Linked DNA regions of Mus musculus: all the other regions are linked to region 2. A link is a contact called in public Hi-C data. All regions are on one chromosome and are shown on one strand. The core of a region is the stretch at or near the end of the contact, and the rest is flanking DNA. Distances in the headings are between cores, read along the strand shown. Region 1 has its middle 39 kb from the start of Gm36475. Region 2 has its middle 14 kb from the start of Slc30a5. Region 3 overlaps Gm36475 (a long non-coding RNA gene).

Region 1 (3,890 bases), core at 1,085-3,584, 650 kb after region 2:
CAGTCAGGTGTATTTCCTAAAGAATATGTCATGATATTTTTGATACTTCCAAATTGGAAGGCTATGGCTGAGGAAATGAAAGAGACTGGGCCAACCATCACTTTCTGGGTTCCTCTGCCCTCCTGTCCTAGATCATACTGTACTTCGCATGTAATTTATAAATAAAAAGGATTTTCAAAATGAGTTTTAAAACAGCATTGGAGTAAATATGACTGTGTCATGCAGGTTGTACCTGTGGATGGTGATATCTGAGCCTTCTTCAAAATGGTGTAATCGGTCATGAGTGCCATTGGTGGGGGGGGGGGGGTCCCATGATAAAGAGGCTCTATGTAAGGGTGGTATTTAGAGTAGTAATTACTTAGGTTATGAGAAAAATGTGGTTTTGACTTTGACTCATGGATCTTGGTTTGGAAAGAGCAGCAACTGAAGAAGGGGTCTGGATTTGGTCCTGGTATCGGCTACCACAGTGCCAGCATCTCTTACTCAGTAGAGATAAAATTACCAGGAATTCTGGAAAGTAAGTGACTTAATAATGTATAAGTTTATATACTATTATCTCTTTTCTCTCAGAGAAACTAAGGCCCACATTTGTCAATGATGTATAGAAAATGCACCAAATTCTCCCATCACAAACTCTGAGATTATAGGCAGAAAAGACTGTCAAGTTATGTCTATCTATTCAAAATGGGCAGGTCAACACCTTACTGTAGAATAGGGAGGATCCTTGAAGATGGCTGACCTAATCTATACTGTAGGTTGAGCTGAGAACAGGATGGGGGTCCTAAGAGCTGATCCTGCCATTCAGCCCTGCTAGGCTCTCTGGGAAACAGCCTGACCTCCTGTTCTTTCCATTCAGTCTCCAGTTTCCCTGAGTGGAGGAAATGCTGCTGCTATTCTCGAGTCTCTTTGGTGATGTCGAAACTACGGTTCCAGTGTAGAAAGAACATGCTTTGGATTGACATGGCCAACTGTCACTGTGAGATCACATTTGCACAATAATGAGATGATATCAATATCAGAAGGCTGATACAAGAATTAAAGAAGATAAATTTATGCAACAGGTTTTTTTTTAAAGATTTATTTACTGGTTATATGTAAGTATATTATAGCTGTCTTCAGACACACCAGAAGAGGGCATCAGATATCATTATGGATGGTTATGGGCCACCATGTGGTTGCTGGAATTTGAATTCAGAACCTTCAGAAGAGCAGTCAGTACTCTTAATCTCTGAGCCATCTCTGCAGGCCAACTGTCTTTTAAATATGAGCATTATATTCTGCATATTCTTTTCTGCCCTTTTTGGAGAAAAGCTGGCACCATATTCTGCTATTGTATTCTCCGCTTTCCCTTATTTCTGCAAACTTGAGGTAGAAACCCTGCCTCTTAGTTGTAGTTTTAGTCTCTTAAGTTAGAGACATAACTACCAACAAAATCTATCTCAATTCACTAGATTTTGGAGCTAATGTAACACTCTGGTCAGATAAGAAAGCTTGACTTAAGACCTGGATACATTAACTCAGAGTCATAACACATAGAAGAACAGAACCCTGTCATTCTAGATTGAATGCTGATTTTGGGAAAACACACTAACAAAGAGTTACTGTTGATGTGCCTGAACACAAAGATAGCAGGGCAGGTGGCTTAGAACACACTTTAAAACAGTAATAAAATTGGAATGTCTAGTTCATATCTACACTTCTAATAACTGCAGCTAGCAACACCCTGTTGATACGCTAAGCGTCCCTGCATTGCAGGGGGTACCTTGCACCCATGGTGGGCTGGTATGAATGACATCTGACTCTACATGTTTCAATGAAGAGAGTCAAACAATCTGCCAATCTTGAGGTAATTTATATAAGAAAACTGCATTTAAAAAAATCAAATGCAAGAAAGAAAAAAAAAAGCAGGGTTAGATTAGTCAAAAACCCACTAACCACAAAGGAAGCACAGATATGCCAATCCAACAAAGCTGTGCGCCACAGGGAACGCACAATCGCAAGCTGTTTCCAAGAAAGACAACCAAGTTCCCTATAGAGAGAAAGCTTTTCCAGAACATGGTATTTGTATTCACTGGGCTTCTTAGCTGGAAACAACAAACTCTGGATCAATTTTACTGAAAAAAAAAATTTCTTGAAGACAGATTTAACAGCTTCATAAATGCCTAGAAGATGAAAAGCCAAGAACTCAAGAAGGCCAGGACAAGAGCCAAAACTACACCAGGGGAATTTTCTGGGGGAGCTAGTATATTAGTTTGCATGCGTTGCTATAACAAAGTGCCATAGGCAGGCAGTTTAAACAACAGAGATTTATTGTCTCAAGGTTCTGGAAACTCAAAGGCCAGGATTTTATCAGAGTTAGTCCTTTGGGGAGTTGTAAAGGACGGTTCGCCTCCTGGCCTCTCTCTTTGGCGTGTAGATAATTGTCCCTGTGTGATTTTAGTGCTCTCTTATGTCTGTTCACACTGTCTCCCCTCTACACACACAGGTCTCCAAACTGTGGCTGGATTAGGGCTCATTCTAACTTGACTTTCTCTCTAATGACCCTATCTCTAAATGTGCTTTGAGTTCGGTATTCAGCATATGAATCTGGGGCTATGGAACAAGCCAATAGGTTTCAGGCAGCCCTGTCTCCTGCCAAACTTGGGCACTTGGACCATGTTACTGCCTGGGCTTGGTCACATGGACAAATTACCGGGGCAGAAAAGAAAAGGAAAATAGAATCTGATTTGCTCTGTTAGAGTATGAGGTGGGTTTGGCCAGCTACCAGGGGTCCTGTTGTAAGAATGCCCGTGTAAAGAGAGGAGTCTACCAAGAATCACACTGTGACAGTTCCCCGTGTGATGGAAGGAGGGGGAGCGGGGCTCTGGGCCAAGTAGTTAAGACCCACAACAATCATTCACTCTACCAGCTGAGTTATCCTGTGGAAGTGGAGCTGTAGGAGGGAGAAGGATTGTAGGAGCCAGATGGTCATGGGAATCACAAGAAAATAGCCCACAGAATCAACTCACAGGGGCTCACAGAGATTGAAACAACAATCAGAGAACTGGCATGGCTCTGACCTAGGTCCTGTGCATCGATGTCATGGTTGTCCATACTGTCCCCTGCTCTGGGGACCTTTACCTCCTACTGTGTTATCTGATCCAGTCTTAATGGGAGGCAATGTGCCTAGTCGTACTGTACTTGATATGCCATGTTTACTTGATATACCTAGGAGGCCTGCCCTTTTCTGAAGGAGACTGAGATCTGGGGAATGGAGTGGGGACTAGGAAAAGAAGAGGGAGGGGAAACTATGGCTGAGATATAATATACAAGAGGACAATAAAAAAGAAAAAAAAAAAACCACGAGGAGCCGCATCAATACGTTAAATGTTTGAAACGTTTTCTAATTATATTTTCATGCATTCATACAACATGGAATGACATATCAGCACTTTTAAAATCAACTAGTCTCTTCAAGTAGCCAGGGTTCTCTATGAAAAGAGGCCTTGGTAACATTTAAGAGAGGCTCTAGCACACAGCTACATGACAGAGGAACTCCAGTGGCTAATGGCGACCATTGTTAACTGAGGCCCAAGTCTATCTTTCATTCACACTGAGGAAACAGGGATAATAGAGCCTTTCTCCTCAAAACGGTTAATCCCCACTTTTACAGTCCCAGAAGACATGAGCCAGTTGTGGCTGTCCTTCTCTGTCTTCTCTGACTTTGCCACCATGACTGGCTGCTGTGAGACAGAAGAGCCTGGATTCTAGCACCCTTGGTCACAATCACTGATAAGCAGCAGATGTCATATCGTGAGGGCTCCCTTGGGCTAATCTTAGAAGGGCAGTGCCAGGGGGAAGGAGCAGTCCTTGTGTTTTCTCCTGAAAAAACCAACCAACCAAACAAACAA
Region 2 (3,625 bases), core at 971-3,470:
GTGCTTGTACTTAGTTTGTGAGACCAGGTCTCACTGTGTAGCTCAAGCTGGACTGAAACTCGTGATTCTCCTGCTGTAGCCTTCGGAGTGCTGGGCTTACTACCATCACATCGAGCTCTTAGCTGATTTTCTTTCCAAATGGTACTTAATAAGCTTTTTAAAGCCAGTCAGTAACAAGTGAGGGTTTCTTCTACTTTAAAATCCAGTTCCCTGAAACTAAAAAGTAAGGTTTGTGTCGTCAGCCATGGTTGTAGCATACATAGAGTGATGACATCATTTCTAGTCACTGTTGCTTTCCTGAGGCCTATTGGCCATTGCATAATTTCCATGCAGGAACAAAAGATGGACGCCAAGCATCCAAGGAGAGTGATTTCAGAAGCGAATCCTTTCTCTTGAATACCTAAAGATCTTTTACTCTTCCTCTTTGCAGCACTCCATGATGCTAATGGTATAGGACATGTGTGTGCTCTGGTTTGCCTTCATACTATAAATACTTTGAGAGTGTGCTGACTAAAGTTGACAAAGGCTAGAGCTGTCTGAGAGAAGAGAACCCAAATGAGAAAATGCTTCCACAAGATTGGGGTGTAGGCAAGCCTGTAGGGCATTTTCTTAATTAGTGATTGATGTGGGAGGGTCTAGCCTATTGTGAGTGGGGACACCCTGTGCAGATGGTCCTGGGTTCTATAAGAAAGCAGGCTGAGCAGGCTGTGGGGAGCAAGCCAGTAAGCAGCACCTCTCCATGGCCTCTGCGGCAATCCAGGTTCCTGCCCTGTTTGAGTTCCTTTCCTGATTTCAGTGATGTGCTAGAGTAAGCCACATCTAATTCTTCCTCCCCAAGATGCTTTGATCATGATGTTTCACCACAGCAAATGATACCTCGAGTAAGGTAGAGATCATAGGCATGTTCCATTTGTATCCTCTATACCACCCCGAACTGATAATCAGTAAGTCTTATACACACAGAAATAAACAAAAAAACAAAACAAAACAAAAAAACCAAATAACAAACCCAAAACACTTGTTTAATAAAAATGTAAAACAAAAGAAACCCAAGCCCCCAAACTGAAACAAAACACTAAAAAAACCCGTCTCCCCCCCCTCCCCCAAACTCAAATCTACAAATCTCCACAATATACCAAGCCGAGAGAAAAACTGATTAATGAGCCATAAGTTGCATCATTGTCTTGTTCAGGAGATGAGTCATGACTGAGATGCCAGGGTCTCCTCCCGCATCCCTGTGGGCACAGCATTCGGGGACAGAGATCAGCTGTAAGCACACTAAGTGGCTGTACTTGTCATCACTAGGAAACTTACAGTCATCAGTCTTGGAGTTCTGTGCTCGCAGCCGTGGCCCCTAATGTACAGAGCTGACTGGAGGTTACTTACAGAGAAGCGTGCTTTAGTCAGCCCAGGCTGTTTACCAGTGCACCACAGGCAGCGTGGCTGCTGAAGCAACCAACACAGATATTTATTATGCCTTATAACATTAGCAAAATTATAGTTATGAAGTAGCAATGAAAATCGTTTTGTGGTTGGGGGATCACCAGAACATGAGGAGCTATATTGAGGGTCTTGAACTCACAGCCCCAGGAAGGTTGAGATCCACAGACGCAAGGATCCCAACTTGAGTGTGGGTGGTCTTGTTCTCACAACTGAACACAAACCTTATTAGTGCTCAAAGGCCCCACTTCCAAATGCTATCACCTGTGATGACTGGGGTTTCAACATAAAAGCTTTGGTGGCGGGGTAAACAAATATCAGTACAAACGGGTGTGGTGGTTTACAACTATAATTCCTAACGTGTGAAAGTAGAGGCTGGAGGGTCCGGAGCTCAAGATCACTCTCTGATACAGAGTAAATAGCCTGGGCTGCAGGAGACTGTCGCAGCCGCCAAACCAAATCCCATTCGCTCTCCAGCAGAGGCAGTGGCAAATTATATTGTAATCTCTATTTTAAAGAAAAGCTCAGTGGCTGAAGTTGGTGAGCCTAAGCTGTTCGAGCACTGTCCTAACGACAATGGGCTCACCATCTTCAGTCTCGTCATTCATCTGAGTTCATTTGTTAGGTATCAAGTGTTGTGTGATGTAATGAAGAAATCAGCCTGAAGAGAAGGGAGAGAAGAAAAAAATGTGAAGCCACTAGAGGACGATGTAATACAACAATACAATGAATCCAGACAGTACAAACACAGTGGAAGCTCCGCGGAGTGGGCGGGCGGGCACTGCAGCCTCCCGGGACTGGGGAGCGAAGCTGGCCTTCAGCTGCATCTTCCCATCTGCCCAGGGAAAACAGCTCACGCGTACTTGAGAACTCCCACTTTAGAGGCTGACTTTGGATGAGTTTTACTGAAAGTCTAGCGTGTCTTTGGCCGATTTTCTGCCTCTTGCAGGTCTCCTGAACTTCTTTTCCCTCTCAGAAAAGCTCACCCCTGGGAATGGGCTAGGATGTGGCTCAGTGAGTAGAACGCTTCTTTTCCTCCCATCCTAACCCTTGCTTTCAGTTCCAAGGAGCCAGTAAAAAAAAAAAAAAAAAAAAAAGGCATGGTGGTCCGTGCCTGTAACCCTCAACTCCTGGGAGTTGGAGGCAGGAAGATCAGAAATTAAATTTAAAGTGGCAAGTTGCAGGCCCTCTGGGTTACATGAGACCTTGTCTCAAAAAAAAAAAAAAAAAGGTTATTTATTTATTTATTTTTCTGTTGAATGCAGCTGGATTTTGGGTTTTGATCACCCAGAGGCTAACTTACTTTCACTGTAATACATTTTGATTTTTTTTTTTTTTTCATCATTTGGATTACTGAGGAGTTTCTAATTCATTCTTTTTTTTTTTTTTTTTTTTTTTTTTTTTTGATTTTTCGAGACAGGGTTTCTCTGTGTAGCCTTGACTGTCCTGGAACTCACTTTGAAGACCAGGCTGGCCTCGAACTCAGAGATCCGCCTGCCTCTGCCTCCTGAGTGCTGGGATTAAAGGCGTGCGCCACCACGCCCCCCCTAATTCATTCTTGAAAAAAATTATTTAATTAATTTTAAACAGAGTTTCACTGGCTAATCTGGACCTCTATGTAGGCTAGGCTGGTCTTGAGCTCACAGAGATCCATCTGCCTTTGCTCCACACCTGGCTCAATAACACTTTGATATCAAGCTGGATAATTGTTTGAAATTGGGCCTCATTATATACTGCAAAATGGACTTTAACTCACACATGTAGCTGAGGCTGGCCTTGAACTCTTGATCCTCCTGCTTGTTGGGATTCTGGGTATGTGACGCTATTTCCAATTTAAGTAATTCTTTGAATGTGTTCCCTTGTTTCGTCCTTTCATACTTGTATTTCCATCACAATATGATCTGAGTGGAGACTTTGAGAATGTCAGTAGTGTTCTTTTGATGAATCTTTGTATTTAAAAAGGGCACCAGAATATTTGTCTTGGATTTATAAGTATTTAAAATTACTTACTGGAGTCCTCAGTCACTATGAGTTGCATATCGAGTGCTTGCCTCCATAAAGCATGCCCTTAGCATGCACTAGGTGAAATGAATAGACCCCTGAGTGGGGGAGGGGGGCTCCACAAGTTCTTGAGGAATCTCAGAGAGAGACAGAACAGAAACCCTGTCAGAGTTCAGCTTGCTTG
Region 3 (3,925 bases), core at 1,250-3,749, 710 kb after region 2:
TTTATTTGGAGGTCTGCCCTGTTTCTCCTGATCCTTTTTGGCATGTCACACCACCTTTTGTCTCCATTCTTCTCTGGTCACATTGTGTTCTCTCTCTCTCTCTCTCTCTCTCTCTCTCTCTCTCTCTCTCTCTCTCTCTCTCTCTCCTTTCCTCCTGCCCCTTTTCTCTCTCCCTCCAGTACACCCTCTCTTCCAACCCCCTTCTGTCTCTCTTCCCTAAGGCAGATTTAGATTTCATTTGATGCCTCCCTAGAAAATTCGGGATAATCTCTCCACCTCAATAGTCTAAAGAACATTAGCCACTTCTTTTCTGTCATTCAAATGATCACTGATTCTTGGATTGAGCTTCCAATATCCATCCTTATGGCCATTATCAGCCCAGTCTGCCAGGAAACTCTACCCTAGCCAAGCTTGAGAACCTCTCATAACAGAGTGAACCTCTTCAGGTTTCTTGGCTCCAGTCCACCCTGCTCAACATCTTTTTCAACATAACCTGTCACAATGGGCTCCTGGGGAAACTGCACAAAAATGTCGCTCTCTTTTCAGAACCCGTCACAAGTCCGGTGCACGCTGATATGAGGACTCCTAGCCTATCAAGCGGGGCCACCTGCCCTTCTGCACATACCTTTGGTTTCTGTATGCTGATTTTCTTAGAACAGGCCTGGTACTGTGATTGGCTGCTTTGCACGGTGGTGTCTCAGTCCCATGAGGCTTTCCTCACCTTGCTGTGCTCCCTGGCCTCTTACCCTGGAGTGTTGCCTTATTTTCCTTGGCGACAATATCCCAGTACCCCAGAGGGCAACCTTAACAACAGAAATGGCTTGAAACCTGAAATCTAGGTGTCAGCAAGGCTGATTTCCTCTGAGGTCTATGGGGGAAGTGGTAGGATATGCCCACAGCATCACTCCTTGGCTTTTGTGTGCCTGTTTCCTTCCATAACCCTTCAGATCACATTTCTTCTGTATCTGTCAACGAAATTTTCCTTCTTTAAGGATACATTGTAAGTTAGGGTCAAGGCCAACCTTGATAGACTCATTTTAACTTGGGCATTTTTTAAAAGATGGTATCTTTATACAAGATCTCACTGTGAGCTGTTAAGAGTTAGGGATTCTATATGTGACGTTGGGAGGGACACAGTTCAATCCGTAACCCTAGCTACGTTTGGTTTCTGAAGTGTTTGGCTCCCTCTGCTCTGGAGGCTGAGGGCTCCTCCCTCTTCTAAACAATATAATATAACCATATTTGCACATTCATTTGGAAAATCAGCAAACTAACCTGGGATGATATCTCTTTGAGCAATAACATATATATGCCACATAGGCATGTGTCCTTCCCAAATAGAGCCGAGCTTTGGAGGTAGCTGTGCGGCTATCTCATGCCACACGCTGCCTATGATATATATCTTCAGTATATATATATTTATTGACTTAATTTCAGGAAATTTGAGAGTTTAGATTGGAGAAATGAGCAGAGATCATGAAGATCATAGAAAATGATCCGGTATTTGTAGCCTTGGATGGAGGATACCTTCTAATGCCTTTATTTGGAGGAGGAAAACGTGCTTTATGAGATAGGTTTTGTCATGTAACTCTGGCTAGCCTCAAACTTACAATGATCCTTCAGCCTCAGCCTCCTGAGGACTGGGATTATATCCTATATGTTATATATATATTATATCCTATATGTCTATGTCAGGTTCCTGTGGAGCCTTTGTCGGAGAGAATCGAAGAGAATATTTTCAAGTGGCTGTCATGAAACACTGTGAGCCACCCAAAGCATAGGGGGAGAGGGGAAGAGGTAAAGCAGGTCCATAGATGTTCAAATGAGTTAGTCTAGAGACTGAGGTAAGGCTAATGGCATTGCCACATCCCTACCTTTGCCACCTCCAGCCCTATACATCAGGGAGAGTCGGCTGCTTGGATGGCTTATCAAGCTGCCCCAGCCACCCTGAGTCAGAAACTGCCAGCATCTTGCTGGGTGGGTAGCTTTGCATCAGCCTCTTCTTGTTTCCTGTTAGTCTTCTGCTGCCAAGGTCAGATTCTCTGGTCACTTCCACATGGGCAGTGCTATGTAGATGATTAGATATAAAGGACTGTTTGTGTGTGTAGAGAAGCATTGCCTTCATAACATGGAAGAGGAACATATATTACAAGTTCTGGAACACCAGGTATCATCCCTTTAAAGAAGAACACATCCAAGCCTTTTAGATGATAAGAGACTCGAGTCAGATGCTATCTAAAAAAAAGGTAGAAAGAGAAAGTGCCATCCTTTCTTTACCCTAGAACAGTCTGAAACTTTCAGCATCTGCACTTTGTCTACTTTATGTAGATCACTACTTAGCCCCTACTGCTCCCCACGCAGGTCTCCCCTATGGCTATGAAACTTTACCACGTGTACTGGACATTCCTAGACTCCAGTTCTGGTTTCTTTTGTTTCAGCTTCATTTCTTATCATCAGGGCTGAGCCATACCAGCTGTCTCTTCCTGGTGCCGGTGCTGGGAGAGACAGAGGCTGCTCTAGCTTCGCCCCACCTTTTCCATAGGCGGGGCTTTCCATGGCTCTTTTAGCTCAGTGACCCCGCCATTTTTCACACCCTCCCTCATGGATCCCAGGACCCAGGAATGGCTACCTCCTCTGCTGCCATTCCTGAATGCCTCCCAAGTATTATGTTAATCTGCTGCTTTCGAATTGCAGCTGCTGCGCCCAGAGAAGGAAGAAAACCCTGGGGCCTCAGATGCTTCTGTGAGTGGGCTGCTCTTCCCTCTCAGAACGCAGAGTGCGGGGTCAGGCTCACAGCCTTTCTGGAGCAGCTGGGGGTTATTTTCGAAGTAGGGGCATTAAAGGAACAACAAGTGCAGTTGTCCAGGACTTTCCTCCATATGGAACTGTACAGAAGGTCAGAGGTTAGGGAGGAGCTAGGTTAGCTGAGTCTGCTTCCTGAGAAGTGAGCAAGGTTGCCACGAGACTGGCCCACAGACTCTCTCAAAGTCCCTTTCTTTTCTTCTTCTTTTCAACCTCTAATTCCCAAGAGGCTATGGGTATGGATTATCTCACTGTCAGTCCCCAAGCTGTTCAAAGAACACTGTCTATTCAATTTTCAAGAATGCATTTGAGGGGCCAGAGAGATGCTTTGGTAGTTACGAGTGCTTACTGCTCTTCCAAAGGACCTGAGTCCAGTTCCTAGACCACACATTGGATGGGGATCTCTGTCCAGCTCCAGGAGGATCCCAAAGGCCCTAGCTCACAGGAGCACCTACAATCATGTTCGCATAGTCACATGTATATGAACACATACATGCATGTAATTAAAAAGTGTAAAAAAAAACCTTAAAGAATAATGTATTTGAGCAGATGACCTTCCTTCAATCTTTATTATGAAGGTTGCAGACATACTTGCATTCCTTTTCTTCTAAATGAGAAATCTAACCTCAGTATGTAGCTATCGTAATCCTTTGTTCATAGGTAGGTGTGATAGATAACTCTTTGGGGGTTTGTTTTGTTAAGTTTGTTTGATTGGTTGGTTGGTTGGTTGGTTGGTTGGTTGGTTGGTTGGTTGGTTGGTTCGTTGATTTTTTGAGACAGGGTTTCTCTGTGTAACAGCCCTGGCTGTCCTAAAACTCACTTTTTAGACTAGGCTGGCCTCAAACTTACAGACATACACCTGCCTCTGCTTCCAGAGTGCTGGGCTTAAAGTTGTACACCACCACCATCCAACTCTTTTGTATATTTTTACATCTTTGTGTGATCATTTGTATCAACATTATTAGACAGTAATTGAGATTTGAGTTGTATTTTATGTTTGCATGCAAGGAACAGAGAGATCTACAATTAGAAAAACTTAAAAACTTTTAAGGAAAAGAAAATTTCCTATGAACCAGTACAGGAGAAGCTGCTTTAGAGTATTTTTAATGTTTGTATTCCTCCT

The links. A called contact is a pair of places that touch in the nucleus more often than the background predicts.
Region 1: a Hi-C map of uterus shows a contact between it and region 2, with 6 times the contacts expected there. The contact joins two enhancer-like sites. A contact is called at or near these places in 1 of 39 promoter capture datasets (hippocampal neurons), 10 of 484 Hi-C or Micro-C datasets (the BV-2 cell line, the HPC-7 cell line, the N1E-115 cell line and 5 more) and 1 of 115 datasets of contacts at active chromatin or transcription factors (embryonic stem cells).
Region 3: a Hi-C map of cerebral cortex shows a contact between it and region 2, with 2.6 times the contacts expected there. The contact joins two enhancer-like sites. A contact is called at or near these places in 1 of 484 Hi-C or Micro-C datasets (cerebral cortex), 5 of 115 datasets of contacts at active chromatin or transcription factors (bone marrow-derived macrophages, embryonic fibroblasts, embryonic forebrain and 2 more) and 1 of 9 other capture datasets (embryonic stem cells).

Annotation. Positions count from the first base shown.
Region 1 is chr13:101,499,282-101,503,171 of GRCm38.p6, forward strand. No RefSeq gene overlaps it. Among named protein-coding and RNA genes, the nearest start is that of Gm36475, 39 kb to the right of the region's middle. Within about 2 kb of position 2,335, at least 10 of the 459 cell types and tissues checked have an H3K27ac peak or open chromatin away from gene starts, as enhancers often do. A contact at or near this core is called in uterus, where this site is marked.
Region 2 is chr13:100,845,196-100,848,820 of GRCm38.p6, forward strand. No RefSeq gene overlaps it. Among named protein-coding and RNA genes, the nearest start is that of Slc30a5, 14 kb to the left of the region's middle. Within about 2 kb of position 2,221, at least 45 of the 459 cell types and tissues checked have an H3K27ac peak or open chromatin away from gene starts, as enhancers often do. A contact at or near this core is called in cerebral cortex and uterus, where this site is marked.
Region 3 is chr13:101,550,727-101,554,651 of GRCm38.p6, forward strand. All of the region lies in intron 2 of Gm36475 (a long non-coding RNA gene), which reads left to right. Among named protein-coding and RNA genes, the nearest start is that of Gm41043, 4.5 kb to the left of the region's middle. Within about 2 kb of position 2,500, at least 18 of the 459 cell types and tissues checked have an H3K27ac peak or open chromatin away from gene starts, as enhancers often do. A contact at or near this core is called in cerebral cortex, where this site is marked.